3 separate regions of the Mus musculus genome follow, and all the other regions are linked to region 3. Evidence: chromatin contacts called from public HiChIP or PLAC-seq data. All regions are on one chromosome and are shown on one strand. Each heading gives the region's core, a stretch centred on a gene start, on an enhancer-like site or on the middle of the called end of the contact. The rest is flanking DNA. Distances are from core to core; before and after follow the strand shown. Region 1 overlaps 4930483O08Rik (RIKEN cDNA 4930483O08 gene). Region 2 has its middle 33 kb from the start of 4930483O08Rik. Region 3 has its middle 160 kb from the start of Tex36.

Region 1 (4,788 bases), core at 853-3,352, 300 kb before region 3:
CCTCCCGAGTGTTGGGATTAAAGGCGTGCTCCATCACCGCCTGGCTATTTATTTATTATATGTAAGTACACTGTAGCTGTCTTCAGATACCCCAGAAGAGGGCGTCAGATCTCATTATAGATGGTTGTGAGCCATCATGTGGTTCATGGGATTTGAACTCACGACCTTTCGGAAGAGCAGTTGGTGCTCTTAACCGCTGAGCCATCTCTCCAGCCCCACCCTCTCTATCTTGAATGTCTTAGTTTGGTGGCAGTAACCCCAGCATGGGAGGCAGAAGCAGGCCCACAAATTTGACCTGGACTACACAGTAGCAGTGGGACAGCCATGACTACTTAGGAAGACACTGTCTCAGTACACCTCTCTCCAACAAAGATTGTTAATTGTTACTAACAAGAATTTTCTTTTGGTCTAGACCCTGTAGCTCTGTGGCTGCTGCTCCCCACTCTGATTTCAGCAGCAGGTGCAGTGGGGTAAAAGCTCACTCCCTTCACACCTCAGCAGATACCTGTAGCCCAGGGAGCCAGCCCTACATCCTGCATTTGGTTTGACCACCTCTGCCACCACCCACCCATCCCTCAAACTGTCTTGAAGCCCAGGGAGACAATAGACGAGAGGGAAACCCACAGGCACGCCACTGAGGAGCAGGAGCAAAGATGCTGGGCTCTTGCCTTTTACGTCCTGGAATGCGTTCTGTGGACTTTCTTCGGAACTCCCAGTATGGTCCAGCAGTAGGGCCCATGTGTACATTCCCTTCCATATATTCCTGGTTAACGAGTTATCCAGGGACTTAAAATGACAGATTTGTATTATCCCCCAATTCCAGAAACATGAAACACTGTTAGAGGTCTCTGTCTCTCTGTCTCTCCTTCTGAAGGTAGAGGGGAGACTCTTCCCACTCCTTGGTATTCCCGCATTTAGTGGGCACACTGTTCCTGTAGCTGCCTGAGTCATCACGTGACTAGCTGGGTTTTTGTGTTTTTCTCCCCTTAGATGGACACCATTTCTAATTTGAGGATCCCTCCTAATCCAAAATTACCTCACCTAAAATTGGTCACTGCTGTAAGGACCCTCTTTCCAAATATGGTCGTATGCACAGGCACCATGTGTTAGAACTTGACTCTCACCACGCTCTGCCCACCTGAAATGAAAACAGGACTTGTTTAAAACGCTTACCTTAAATGGACAATATTGACGCTATTGTATCATTCTAAGCTTCTTGGGCAGATTGTAACCCTGTGTTGACACAGCCTTTGGTAAATGAGCTGAGAATTTAACTTTTGATACAGGCCACAATCCCAACTGGGCTTTTCCCACAGAGATATTTATAAATAGCCACAGGTGTTAATTATTAATACATATAAAATATTTATTAAACGCTTTATTTATACCAGGCTCCTGTGCCAGGCACTGGCAAGACAAAGAGAAATGGGGATCAGACTTAGCCCTTGAAGAGCTACTGGTCCATTAGGCAATAATAACTCACAAGTGCATACAGGGGCACTTCTTAACACCTGCTGTATGCATAGCAGAACTCGGCTTTGAGGTCTTTGTTCTCATCTCATCCTTAACAAGACCGGACTGTCCAAGGCAAAATTTATAAATACGGGAGCCACTGCAGAGGATTTTCCTGGGGCACTCAGACTGCAAACTAGGGGATCGTCTCCTGACTCACCCTTTGTTTTTAACCACGAGTTTTGTGTCCTTCCCGGAGTCTCCCTCTGTTTCTCTGTAAACATAAGGTAGCCGTGAGACTCGGCGTATGAAAACATGTGCTGCCCAAGCCTAGTGGCCTAAATTCAATCCCCAGCACCCACGTGGATGTGGAAGGAAAGAACTGACTCCAGAGTTACCTCTGACTTCCGCATGGGTGCCCTCGCCTGCGCTGCCTTCCTGTGTGAGCCTTTGCATATTGCTGCGCACCCCCCCCCCGCATGCGTATATAGCTACAATAATAAATAACTAAACAAACAAATCTAAAACTGAGCAAATAAATGAGAGCATGGGAGGGACTGGCGATGTAGTTCAGTAGGAAGGGGTTTGCTCAGAAAGCATAGAGCCTGGGGTTCAACAGCCAGTGCCACGTGAACTGGATACGATGGTGCGCACCTGTAATCCAAGCACTTGGGAGGTGGAGACAGGATGATTGGCTGCGTAGTGAGTTTGAGGCCAACCTGGATGCACGCAAGATCCTATCTCAAAACAGAAAGGAAGGGGAGGCTGGAGAAATGGCTCACCAGTGAAGACTGCTTTCTACTCCTGCAGAGGACTCAGGTTTAGATCCTAGCACCCAGATTAGGCAACTCAGGGTTCCCTTTAACTCTTCTTCTGGGAGATCTGATACTCTCTTTTGGCATCTGTGGGTACTGCTACACACATGGTGTGCATGCATGCACATGCATGTAATTAAACATAGATAAAAATAGTAAAAAGGAGAGATTTAAACCTTTCAGCATTATCATAGTATACTGCAGCTAATAATAGCATGGTGCCCTTGCCAAACATTATTGCATTTAATCCTTACGATATTCCTTTTGTTTTGTTTGTTTGTTTTTTGAGACAGGGTTTCTCTGTGTAGTACTGGCTGTCCTGGAACTCACTCTGTAGACCAGGCTGGCCTCAAACTCAGAAATTCACCTGCCTCTGCCTCCCAAGTGCTGGGATTAAAGGCCTGTGCCGTCACTGCCCCACCCTTACAATATTCCTATGAAATCTAGATTTGACATGATTCCCATTTTAGTGAGTTCTATTGCACATCTTCTCCAGGTGGCCAAGGCAGGGTGATCTGTTGTTAGAGGTCAGCTTTGGCAGCATAAGATAACCCCACCTCAAAAAGAAAACTTTCCTTTCTTCTTTCTTTTTTTGTTTTTGTTTTGTCTGCTTGTTTTTAAGATTGGGTCCCGTTATATAGCTCTAGAACTTATTATATAGTTCTAGAACTTACTATGTGAGTCAGGGTGGCCTTGAACTCAGATATCCGAATGCCTGTCTCCCAAGGGCTGGGATTAAAGGTATGTACCACTGCTGACAGGCATGTGCATTTTCTTCTGCAGGTGGACACAGCTGAACTCCTGACGGTGGCAGTCATTTAACAAGGCCACGGCCTTCTTTCACGTTCCATGATTGTGCGGTACTGACCCCACTTGTGAAGGGACCCTGGCCCATGTGGTGAGAGTAGGAAGTGGTGGGCTGCAGGGGAGAGCCACATCTTCCTCATGGCTCCAGCCAGAGCGTGATACGGTGTCCATTCCTCTTCTTTAGCATTCCTGAAACCCACCAGGAGCATTCCAGGACCTGGCAGATTTCTCTCTGTGCTAGTTGCTAGAAAGCCCACTCCTACTCATTTGTACCTTGCCAGTAGCCCTGGTTCCATCCAAGATCTACTCCATAGCTGTTCCATACACTGTTGTCTTTCCAAGCTGGCTGCCTACTGGCCGATGGGAAGCAATTACCCTGAGGAGGGGCAGGGAGCTCTGCATATCTGTTTTTCTAATCTCCTCTGATCCTTTCTCTCCTACTCTATCAGGCTGCCTCAGGCTAGTTGTATTTTTCCACCTAAGGTTATACTCCCCACCAATTAAGTACTGAATCTACCTCGTTTATGTAAGTGTCTAGATTCTTTTGCTCTGTTGAGACAGGGTCTCTCTCTCTCTAGCTCTGACTGTCCTGGAGCTCTCTGTGTAGATCAGGCTGCCTTGAAGTCAGAGATTCATCCTCCTCTGCCTCCAGTGTGCTGCTGAGAATAAAGGCATGTTGTCAACACAACCCGGCAACGTCTCCTTGTTAAAGCGTTCTCTATTTCAATGGTTTATAACGTATTTTATAAGCTTGTTCAGTGATGACCTCCGCCTCGCCACCTCAGGCAAATATCTAACTCCAGAATGTTTAAAACAGATTTATATTTTTATTTCATGTGTATGGGTTTTGTCTGCAAGGAGGTATATGTGCCAAGTGCTGGGATTAAAGGCATGCGCAACAACACCCGGCTGGTGGCACACATCTTTAATCTCAGCACTTGGGAGGTCGAGACAGTCAGATCTCTGTGGGTTCAAGGCCAGCGTAGTCTACAGAGCAAGTTCCAAGAATTTTGGGGATCTCTGAGGTGGCTCAGAAGATAAAGGCACTTGCTCCCTTCGATGGTTTGTATATGCTTGGCCCAGGAAATGGCACTATTTGGAGGTGTGGCCTTGTTGGAGTAGGTGTGTCATTGTGGATATAGGCTTTAAGACTCTCATCCTAGCTGCCTGGAAGCCAGTATTCTCCTAGCAGTCTTCTGATGATGTTAAACTCTCAGCTTCTCCTGTATCACGCCTGCCTGGATGCTGCCATGCTCCTGCCTTGATGAAATGGCCTGAACCTCTGAACCTGTAAGCCAGCTCCCAGTTAAATGTTGTCTGTATAAGAGTTGCTTTGGGGGCTGGAGAGATGGCTCAGTGGTTAAGAGCACTGACTATTCTTCCGAAGGTCTTGAGTTCAAATCCCAGCAACCACATGGTGGCTTGCAACCATCCATAAGGAGATCTGATGCCCTCTTCTGGTGTTTATGAAGACAGTTACAGTGTACTTATTACATATAATAACAAATAAATTAAAGAGTTGCTTTGGTCATGGTGTCTGTTCACAGCAGTAAAACCCTAATGACTTGAATTCCATCCCTGGGACCCACACAGTAGGAGAGAACCAACTCATCCATAGGTTATCTTCTGACTTCCACATATATAGTGGCACATGTGACCATTTACCCAAATACATACATATTTTTAAAAATGAAGAAAGAAATCTTTAGAGCCA
Region 2 (4,642 bases), core at 2,079-4,578, 280 kb before region 3:
TCACAGCGATTGCCTGCCTTTGACTCCTGAGTGCTGGGATTAAAAGCATAAACTACCACCATCAGGCCAGAACAAGTGGTTCTTTTTTTAAAAAAATTATTATTTTTTTAATTAGATATTTTCTTTATATACATTTCAAATGCTATCCTGAAAGTTCCCTATACCCTTCCCCCACACTGCTCCCGAACAAGTGGGTCTTAACCACTAAGATAACTCTCTAGTGTTCAAATGATTTTTAAAAATCTTTAAAATTGCATTTATTTATTGACTGGGACACAGGTCGTATGTGTGCCATGGTGGATATGTGGAGGTCAGAGAACAACTTTGGGGAGTCAGCTCTTTCCTTCACATGTGGGACCCGGGGCCTGAACTCAGGTCGTCAGGTTTGGCAGCAAGCATCTTTATACATTAAGCCATTTCATTGACCCTAAATGGCTTCTAGCCTAAAGACACACATTAAAAGACCATCTCATGAGTCACAAGGGCAGGGGTCAGCCCACAGCCTTGTCATGATGTCACTAGCAAAGGTTTCGTTATTTCACTCAAGATCTTGAAGAAAAACACTTCACTCAAAGTGACTTCAAAGTACAAACATGACTCATATGATGAAAAGTGTTCAGTGCTCAGAGTTAAAGCCAGCTTCAGGTATGACTAGACCAATGACCTAATTGGCATCACCCTTATCCCACTGTGATGGCATGGTGGCTCCTGAAGTTCCAGTTTGCCTGTCTATTAGCTGTGTCAGTGGAGGGCTTGTGGTCTTACGTTGGGTCTGGTTACATCATGTGTCCATTTATTTTTTTATTTTTATTTATGTGTACACTTATGTGTCTATGCGTGTATGTACACATATGTACAGTTGCCTGCTGAGGCCAGAAAAGGCTATTGGACCCTTGGTAGCTGGACTTACAGGTGGCTGTGAGCTGTCTGATATGGGAACTTTACTCAGGTCTTCTGGAAGAGCAGCAAGTGCTTTTAACTGCTGAGCCGTCTCTCCAGATCCCGTGTATTTATTTCTGAGCTAAGCATGCAGTCATCTTAACGATTAATTCCTGGCTCCATGCTCTTTCTGAAAGAGTCCTATCTGAACTATAGAGCCAAACAGCTGGGAAAGATAGTCTCAAAGAGCGACCAGAAGAAGCGGATGCCCTGTTGGCCTGAAAGCGTTGAATTTCCACACTGAGAAGCAAATGAGTGAAAAAGCAAAAGAAAAGATGAATAAACCAACCAACCAACCAACCAAAACAAACAAACAAACAAACAAACAAACAAACAAAAAACCAGAACAGCAACAGGCTAGCCACCTGTGGACCTGCAAAGTGGGGGATGGGGAAAAGAAGCCCTGAAAGTAAGCGTTTCTACATCTCCAGTGGGCGAGCAAGCGCCTGTTTCAACACCACACTCATCCTTCAGCCCCTACCCAAGCCTTCATTGTAGGTAGCCCAGCTGGGAGATGCCGTACCTGTCCCTCTGGCTGGATTGCCATCGATTATTGTCAAGTGACTAACTCCAGCCACACACTACATTTTCCTGGGATTATCCCTTCAAATGAATTATATGAATAATAAAGTTTCAATATTTCTCATCCAGCTATTAATCTTAGTGAGCACTAAAGTTCATTGAAAGTGCCGGTACAGTGGTTGGCATCCATTAATCAGGCGTGGAGGAGCCAGCCTGGCGAGGGATCAGCCCTGCCAGTGAAATATGGGCACTTCTTAGAAACTTGGGCTTTTACCTAGCATTAAAGAGCTCACATTAGGGGTACTAAAGTCCTGAGGCCGCAAGGCTGCTAAGCTGCTAGGCTGTAGATCCCTTTCCTGGGATTTTGTGTTGAAAAACAAAAAACAAAAAAACAAAAAAAAAATCAAACCAAAACAAAAAAAACCCAATCCCCAGATCACACTTAACCTACCAGGAGCTTTGATTTTTCCTCAAAGAGTCAATCAGGAAAGAAAGAAAAAAAAAACCCAAAAAGCAAAACCCCCAAAAATGAACTTCATAAACCCAAACCAGTCATTATTAGTGTGGCAAAAACACACTGCTTATGCACAGAATAGTTTACGTTAAATTAAAAACCATAACTTATCTCTGAGACACTCCATTTAGTACATGTGAGGTTAAATATGGTTCAGGGCGGCTCTTTCAATTAAATTGTTCTTCCTTAGCTCTAGTAAATGATATTAAACATAATTTCCTGAAAAGTAGCAGAGATCATTACTCTGTTTGCAAATTGATACTATGTTATTAAAAATAGGAAACATTTGCAGGGATATTGCAGATCTGGGTGCTTTTCACAGAGAACCTCCTATGGGCTTCAGGTTCTATCTGGCCTATGGATGTAAGGGATCAGGATGGGCTGAGGCTCTGTCTCCAACTTAGCCCTGGTTCCTGAAAGACCAGGAAGGAGTTCCCTAGGGCCCCTTTTGTCCTCCAAACATGACTTAAATGTTCCCTGAGTTAGAGAAGCTCCAGGCTGCTAGCTTCCCAATGGTTTTGAGTTGTTTATTTATGTTTGATTTTATAGGCTGTCATTCCTTCTACATAAACTGGCTTTATGACTTTCATGGATTTTTTTTTTTTTTTTTTTTTTTTTATCTTTGCCTGCCCTTTCAAAAAAGGCCTGTCGCAGTTACGGGAAGCAAGGGCAGCCGTCACGTCTGCTTTCCAATCTTGGTCACAGAATGCCTGCAAGTTCATAAACCAGCTTTTAAACAGCTGCTGCTGCTCCCGGGTGAAGTACGTGCCTGGTGAAACTGCCATGTGGTCTGGCCCGTGGTCCTGCTGTGATTCTCCCAGTGGTGATATAGGATACAGGGCATAGGACTGAGTACTGTGACTGCAGTCCTCTGCAAGGGCAGAATCTTGGAGCCAGTGTGGTGTTAAGTCAGAGACCCTGTGCAGGGTTTGGTCAGCTGGGGATGCTGCCACCAGCTTGAGCCCAGGGACCAGAAGGCATTCCTTAGGTAGAGCAGGATGGAGGATCCCCCCCCTTTGAGGGAATTAGACAGGATATGTGCCTGCATGTCCTGACCTTAGTGAGTCACCTGAATGTTGTGACACAGGACAGAGACTCAAGTTGCATGGAGAACTCCCTAAATGAGCTTCATGTGTGGTCTCTTCAGAACCATCTGATCTTCCCACAAAAGGTCCTACCATTCCAGAGGGATCAGTGTCCCCTGGGAACAAGGCCAGCTGATGGAAGGCCTAGGGCCAGGAGCTTATGTAGACATTGCTGCTTGGCTGTCTGGAGGGAGTCCAGGTCACCCCAAGTCTGCGAGTAAGTGCATGGTTCCTACTCTCTCCATACTACCCTCCCGAGCCTGACCACATCCTGGATGCCAGTCTCACTGCTAATGACAATATAAGCACAGAACACTGGTCTCTAAGGGAAATGCCAGACAGAAACAGTGCTCAAAGCCACACCCCATTTGTACTCCAACAGTGTACCCACCTCCCCAGACTCTTGTCAATATCCCACATTGGTTTGAAATAGTTTGTAAAGCAAGTTATAAAATGTATGTGGAATCTGAAACCAGGGATGTGAAGCAGAAGCCAACAGAGCCCATGGTGCTCGTCTCTATCTGTGCCTTTATCTGCTTGTATCTATAAGTGTATAAAAATATTTGAAAATATGTACAAAAGACAAATGTCAATAATTCCCCGGGGAAGCTGGGGTGGCAGGTCAGGTCCTCATGGGACTTCATTGAAAGTTGTTATTGTTATTACTATTAATTATTATTGTTGAAGCAAGGTCTGGGATACCTAATGAGATACAAATGGCTTTGACCTTACTGTGTAGATCAGGCAGACCTCAAACTTGCAATCCCTCTGCCTCAGCCTCTTGGGTAGCAGGAATTACAGGTGTGCACCATCCTGGCTCCTCAGTTGTACCATCACACTTGGTCTTAGCCAAAGGATCCAGAAGCGCTGCTGAAATCGGCAGTGTTTCAGTGTGAAGCTGTCTTCCTATTTCACATGTGTGGGTGGCACAGATGATTGACACAGAAAACTGACATTTAACTGGGGCCCCGACAAATCCTGTGACATCAGCTAGGAGGATTGGCCTTTGGACCTCTTGTTTCATCTTTGCTGAATCATGAGGCAACCAGAAAGGAAGGGAATAAGGGGGAGAGAGCAAGGGGAGGGAGGAGCAGGAGGGACTTGGCGCTTACAGAGGAGTTGGAGCATGGAATCCAGCGATCCAGTCAGTCCCCGTGGGAATGTTCAGTTCAGAATCATCTGTGCTAAGTTCAAGTGTTGGTCCTGTGGACTCATCTGGATGACCTTGTATGGGACCTCTATCCACTCAGCACCTTTGGGTCTTTATTTATTTATTTATTTATTTAGTCATCTGTAAAATGAGGATGCAGTGACTTATTTATGCTCTGAAAAAATGTGTGGTGCTACTTGAACATCACAGCCTGCAGGGTTCCACAGACCTCTGTTACAAACTGCAAAGGGACACACAAACCCTGGATCGGGAGGGATGACTTGTCTTGGTAGTACAGGCTTCTGGTTCCAGAAGGTTATTCAGAAAGATGAGGCAGAAAGATTGTAATTTCAAAGCCAGCTTGGACTCCAAAGTGAGTTCAAAGCCAGACTGGGTAATGTAGGGGCTCCCCTGTCTTAAGATAGCAGTAAA
Region 3 (4,661 bases), core at 1,719-4,218:
TTTCCCTTTCCCCATTGCTTTTGGTCACGGTGTTTATCACAGTAACAGAGAAGCAAACTGGAATGGGAGCGTTGCTCTTGGTTGTTCAAAGAAGATTCATGGTGGCTAAAGCACAGTCCTTCATTTGAGCATGGGCCTACGAAGGTTGGTGACAAGTTTCTTGTTTGCACAGAGGACTGTGCAGTAAGGCTTGCAAACACAGTTCTTTAGTTGAATGACGTACTGACTCGATTGTTGCAGACACCCTTGCCACACCCTCTTTTTATCCATGTTAACAGGCTTTTTGACACACTTTGTAAACCAACCGGGGAGATAGGCCACCCTCCTGTGCTGCCCTCTGACGTTGCAACATGAAGTCTACTAAAAGACTTGCCTGAAGTGAACTCTTCTTGCCTACTTTCAATATTTATCAGTAGTGAAATAGGCCAAGCTGGTAACACAAAGGAAGAATGACAGACCCCAGCAGTAACAGAGGGATAATGATGAGAGAGTAGCTGAGGAGTTCCCGAGAGTGGCTGTGGCGGCAGAGACAACAGAGGACAGAGGCAGCACAAACGAGGGCTGTGAGGAGCTGAAGGGGAGAGACTGTGCTCACTGGAGTAGTTCTGAGGAACTACCAAAGGCCCAAAGGTTTCAGGGACTCTAGGCCAGACAACTGTAACACGGGTCACTGTCCATTGCTCAGCATCCTGACACTTCAAGTCTGAACGAGCATTGTCAGATTGGAGGCGCTGCCCTCTGCTGCCTGCTGCTGTCTGATGCCACTGTGCAGTGTTGCCAGAAGCCAAGGATTACAAAAGCTCCCAAGGGCTGGGGTGGTTAAAGCCCAGAGCAATAATCCTCCAACTTGAGTGCCCGTAGCCTTAAGTCACTGGCTTCTAAAGTCTGAAAAAAATAGATTCTTAAGTCTCGGGGTGTGGTCATTAGCTTTCCTTCTCAACTTGACACAATGTAGAATTACCAAGAGTCTCATGTTGGCTTAGCCTGTAGGGGGGACCGCCTTAATTAAGTTATTGATATGAAAAGACCCAGGCCAGCACCGTTCCCTAGGCAGGAGATCTGGAATTAGGCGAGAGTGAAGAAATCCAGCTGGGCACCAACAGACGAGCAAGAAAGAGCATGCGTTCATTCATTGCTCGCTGCTCTTGGCTGTGGATGTGCTGGGCCTGCCTGCTTGAAGCTCCCGCCACAGCGACTTTCCTGCCATGCCAGGCAGAACTTGAAACTGAAAAGATGAGGCCTTTTGTCCCCTGGTTGCTTCCTGTCAGGGTATTTTAATCACAGAAACAGACATGAAAGTAGACCGTATGGTTTGGAGCTAGAATGTGCTGGGTCCAGCCTCTGAGGCTTCGTGGAACGCCAACAGTGAAAGAGTTTCTCTCCCATCCATGGTTCCTTTCCCAGTATAGGGGTCCAAGACTCTCAGTGTTTTAGCAAGTATCGTCCTGACTCAGGACCAGGGAGAAATGCAAAGCAATCATAACACCATCTAGAAATAGACCTAAGTGTATGTAGACATTGAACACGCAATGAAAATGGCATTTCCAGTCGATAGGAAAGTGAGAGATAACTCAGATGGCTAGCCACTTGGAAAATATAAAGTTAGTGCTCTGCTGCAATGGGTGGTAGACATCTCAAAGCCTGGGATATAAACGTCTAAAAACCATGAGAGTACCAGAAAAGGATTTGAGTGACATATACTCTTGGCATGTGGAAGGTGTCTCTAGAAGGGCAGGATAGGTAAAAAATTATACACAACTGGATCATCAGGTTCCCTCACAGTTTAACAATTTTGCAGAATATCGTAATTAAAGCAAAAAAAATAAGACAGATACATTGGCTGGAGAATCCTTACTGCACACACAAGAGACAAAAATTCGTGTCTTCTATAATACTTGAGAAGAAGTGGAAATTCCCAAGATAAAGTTAAAAAGAAATGACTGGAAGGGGCAGGCAAAGCCTTTGTGGGGAGCCATTCAGCAATCCCCCCTCACATCCTTGAGACACACATTCAGCTTTAGATGTTACAGTCCTCACAATCTACTCTCCAGAAATATAGAAGCTCAAGTGTTGGCTATAATAAGAAAACTCTGGGGGAAAGTCTAAAATTACATGTTAATAGGCTATTAATTCAATACATTGTGGTACATCCATACATGCAATGGAATATTATATGACCACCTAAAATTTAAAACGTAAGTCTATGGATACTGATAAGGAAGTGGTGTAATAATTAAGTGAAACACTTGTTTATGATTTTATAAATTTGTTAAAATATGTGTATTAATAGAGACACATGAAAGGATCTTGAAAGAATAGATGCTAATCTGTTAAAACAAAGCAAAATTTCTCTCTCTCTCTCTCTCTGCACAACGCTCATTCATCAGGTGCTATCTACGTTGTTTTTGAGACAGGGTCTTTTCATTGACCCAGAATTTTCCATAGACTTGATTAGTTGACCAGTGAACCCCAGAAATTTATCTGTCTCCATTTCCCCATGCTAGTATTACAAGGGTATACCACCAGGCCTGGCTCTTTTCTTTTTTTAAGGCAATCACTCCCATCCTCTGAGCCAATCTCCCAGGCCTCTGTGCTAATTCTTACATTTCTTCCTAGTAGGATGCTTTATGGTTTGTGTTAAGCCATTAAGAAAAAATAATAATTAAAATTCAGAAATGCATTGAAAATTCTTAAGGTTCTTCCCCCAATTCCTCATTCTGTATGTCCAGCAAAATAAAAATCTCTACACCAAGAACAGAAAAAAAAATTTGATTCTACACCAAGAACAGAAGAGGGGGGCGGGTCACTAACTGGATTCAGGAGCCAACCAAGCTCAGGGTCACAGGAACACTCACTTTTTAGCTGAGTGTCAATTCATTCCAAGGGAACTTTCAAATGCAGGATTAGGAGAAAGGCCCCAGGGAGGGAAAACCACCACAATCGGTTCCCTTTGTCCTCTCTCTGTGGGCTGATGGCAGCGTTAGCCAGGGACAAGGGGTAGTGAATAAATAAGCTTTGGACAGGAAGTGGTAGAAAACGTGACAGAGAAAGTGTAGGAATGAACACTCTGTGCAGTAGAGAGAACCCTGCGGCTGTGAGGCTACGCAGGTCACTGTGGTGGGGCAAAAAACGCAGGTTTTGGGACCTGGAAATTTGGAGTTGGTTAGCTCTCTGGTGCGTTGAGTTGAAAAATCAGATAATGGCTTTGAGTCTTGTTTTTATTTGGAAGTGAGCTGGATGCTGTCCATCTCCCTGGGATTGTGTCAAAGGTTAGATTTAAATATGGATAAGGAATTGCTCAGACACAGACGGCAACATGAGCACATTGTCTTTCTGCCACTTGTGGAGTGTGTTACCTAACAGCAGGCAGTCACGGGGCTGGAACTCTGCTCCTGAAGACAAAAAAGAAAAAAAAGAAAAATCCCAGGCCTGTGGTTGTCAGATGTAATGCAGGATGCCCCATTAAATTTGAGTTTCAAATAACAGAGAATAATTGATTTTACTAGAAGCATATCCTGTGCAGAGTGAGCACAAGTTAGCGCTGGGTTGTGGTTGCTGCCTGGCTTTGTTTGTTTGTTTGTTTGTTTGTTTTTTTCCTATTTTCATTTTTTCACTATTGTTTACTCCTCATTTCTAATTGATGATCCAGGCCCGACTCCCCTCTGGTCGGTAGGAGACTGAATCCCCTAGAGCTCAGGAGCTGGGCCACCGGCCTTTGCTGTGTGACTTGGCAAAGCTGTCCAAGGCTCACCATGAAGCATGTTCTTTCCCTCCCTTGCTGGTGACACACTAACGCCAGGTGTGACTCAGACTTCCAGAATGCCACTTAATATCACCCCGCCCCCTCCCATCCTCTCAGGGCTGCTTTCTGCTCCTGATTCTAGCGGCAACAGAAAGAAAATGTTAGATGTATTTGAAGTATTAAAATAGAACAAACATAATTTAAGCCTGCCTGCCTGCCTTCTTTCCTTCCTTCCTTCCTTCCTTCCTTCCTTCCTTCCTTCCTTCTTTACCTCCCTCCCTCCTTCCTCCCTCCCTCTCCTTTCCTCTTTCCTCCTTTCTTCTCTTTTTTCCTTCTTCTCCTTCCTTCCCCCTTCATCTCTCTCCTTCCTTCCTTCCTTCCTTCCTTCCTTCCTTCCTTCCTTCCTTCCTTCCTTCCTTCCTTCTTTCCCCCCCCCCAACCCTCCTTCCTTTCTTCCCCCCCCCCCTTTTCTCTCTTTCTTTCCAGGTATGGCAGGGTACTTAAAGCTATTGTGGTCTGTGTATTCAGGCATGTGTACACATGTGCGTGTGTGCCTTTGGAGGCCAGAAGTCCGTGCTGGGTATTCGTCTCAATGGCTCTCCATCACATTTTCTTTAAGACAAGGTCTTTCACTGTCTTAGCTTGCTTTGCTTCCTCTTGCTGTGATAAACCCCATGACCAAAAGCAGCTTAGGGAGGAAAGCGTTTATTTCAACTTAAGGCTTTCAGTCCATCATGGAGGAAAGTCGGGGGCAGGAACTCAAGCAGGAAACTTGGACGCAGGCCCTGACAGTGTCCATGAAGGAATGCTGGTACTGGCTTGCTCTCCATGGCTAACTCAGCCTGCCCGAGGAAGCCAGAAGGCACCTGATCCCCTGGGGCTGGAGTTATAGATGACTAGGAGCCATTATATGGGTGCT

What was found. HiChIP or PLAC-seq counts read pairs in DNA pulled down with a chosen protein or histone mark.
Region 1: a FOXA1 HiChIP or PLAC-seq map of pancreatic cancer cells shows a contact between it and region 3. The contact joins two enhancer-like sites. A contact is called at or near these places in 1 of 484 Hi-C or Micro-C datasets (cortical neurons), 3 of 115 datasets of contacts at active chromatin or transcription factors (embryonic forebrain, embryonic stem cells and pancreatic cancer cells) and 1 of 9 other capture datasets (pancreatic islet).
Region 2: an HNF4G HiChIP or PLAC-seq map of pancreatic cancer cells shows a contact between it and region 3. The contact joins two enhancer-like sites. A contact is called at or near these places in 2 of 115 datasets of contacts at active chromatin or transcription factors (embryonic stem cells and pancreatic cancer cells) and 1 of 9 other capture datasets (embryonic stem cells).

What each region holds. Positions count from the first base shown.
Region 1 is chr7:133,138,694-133,143,481 of GRCm38.p6, forward strand. It overlaps 4930483O08Rik (RIKEN cDNA 4930483O08 gene), which reads left to right. Exons shown (of 3, transcript NR_046279.1): 3 at 3,051-3,764. Among named protein-coding and RNA genes, the nearest start is that of 4930483O08Rik, 13 kb to the left of the region's middle. Within about 2 kb of position 2,103, at least 5 of the 459 cell types and tissues checked have an H3K27ac peak or open chromatin away from gene starts, as enhancers often do. A contact at or near this core is called in pancreatic cancer cells, where this site is marked.
Region 2 is chr7:133,159,078-133,163,719 of GRCm38.p6, forward strand. No RefSeq gene overlaps it. Among named protein-coding and RNA genes, the nearest start is that of 4930483O08Rik, 33 kb to the left of the region's middle. Within about 2 kb of position 3,329, at least 30 of the 459 cell types and tissues checked have an H3K27ac peak or open chromatin away from gene starts, as enhancers often do. A contact at or near this core is called in pancreatic cancer cells, where this site is marked.
Region 3 is chr7:133,435,038-133,439,698 of GRCm38.p6, forward strand. No RefSeq gene overlaps it. Among named protein-coding and RNA genes, the nearest start is that of Tex36, 160 kb to the right of the region's middle. Within about 2 kb of position 2,969, at least 27 of the 459 cell types and tissues checked have an H3K27ac peak or open chromatin away from gene starts, as enhancers often do. A contact at or near this core is called in pancreatic cancer cells, where this site is marked.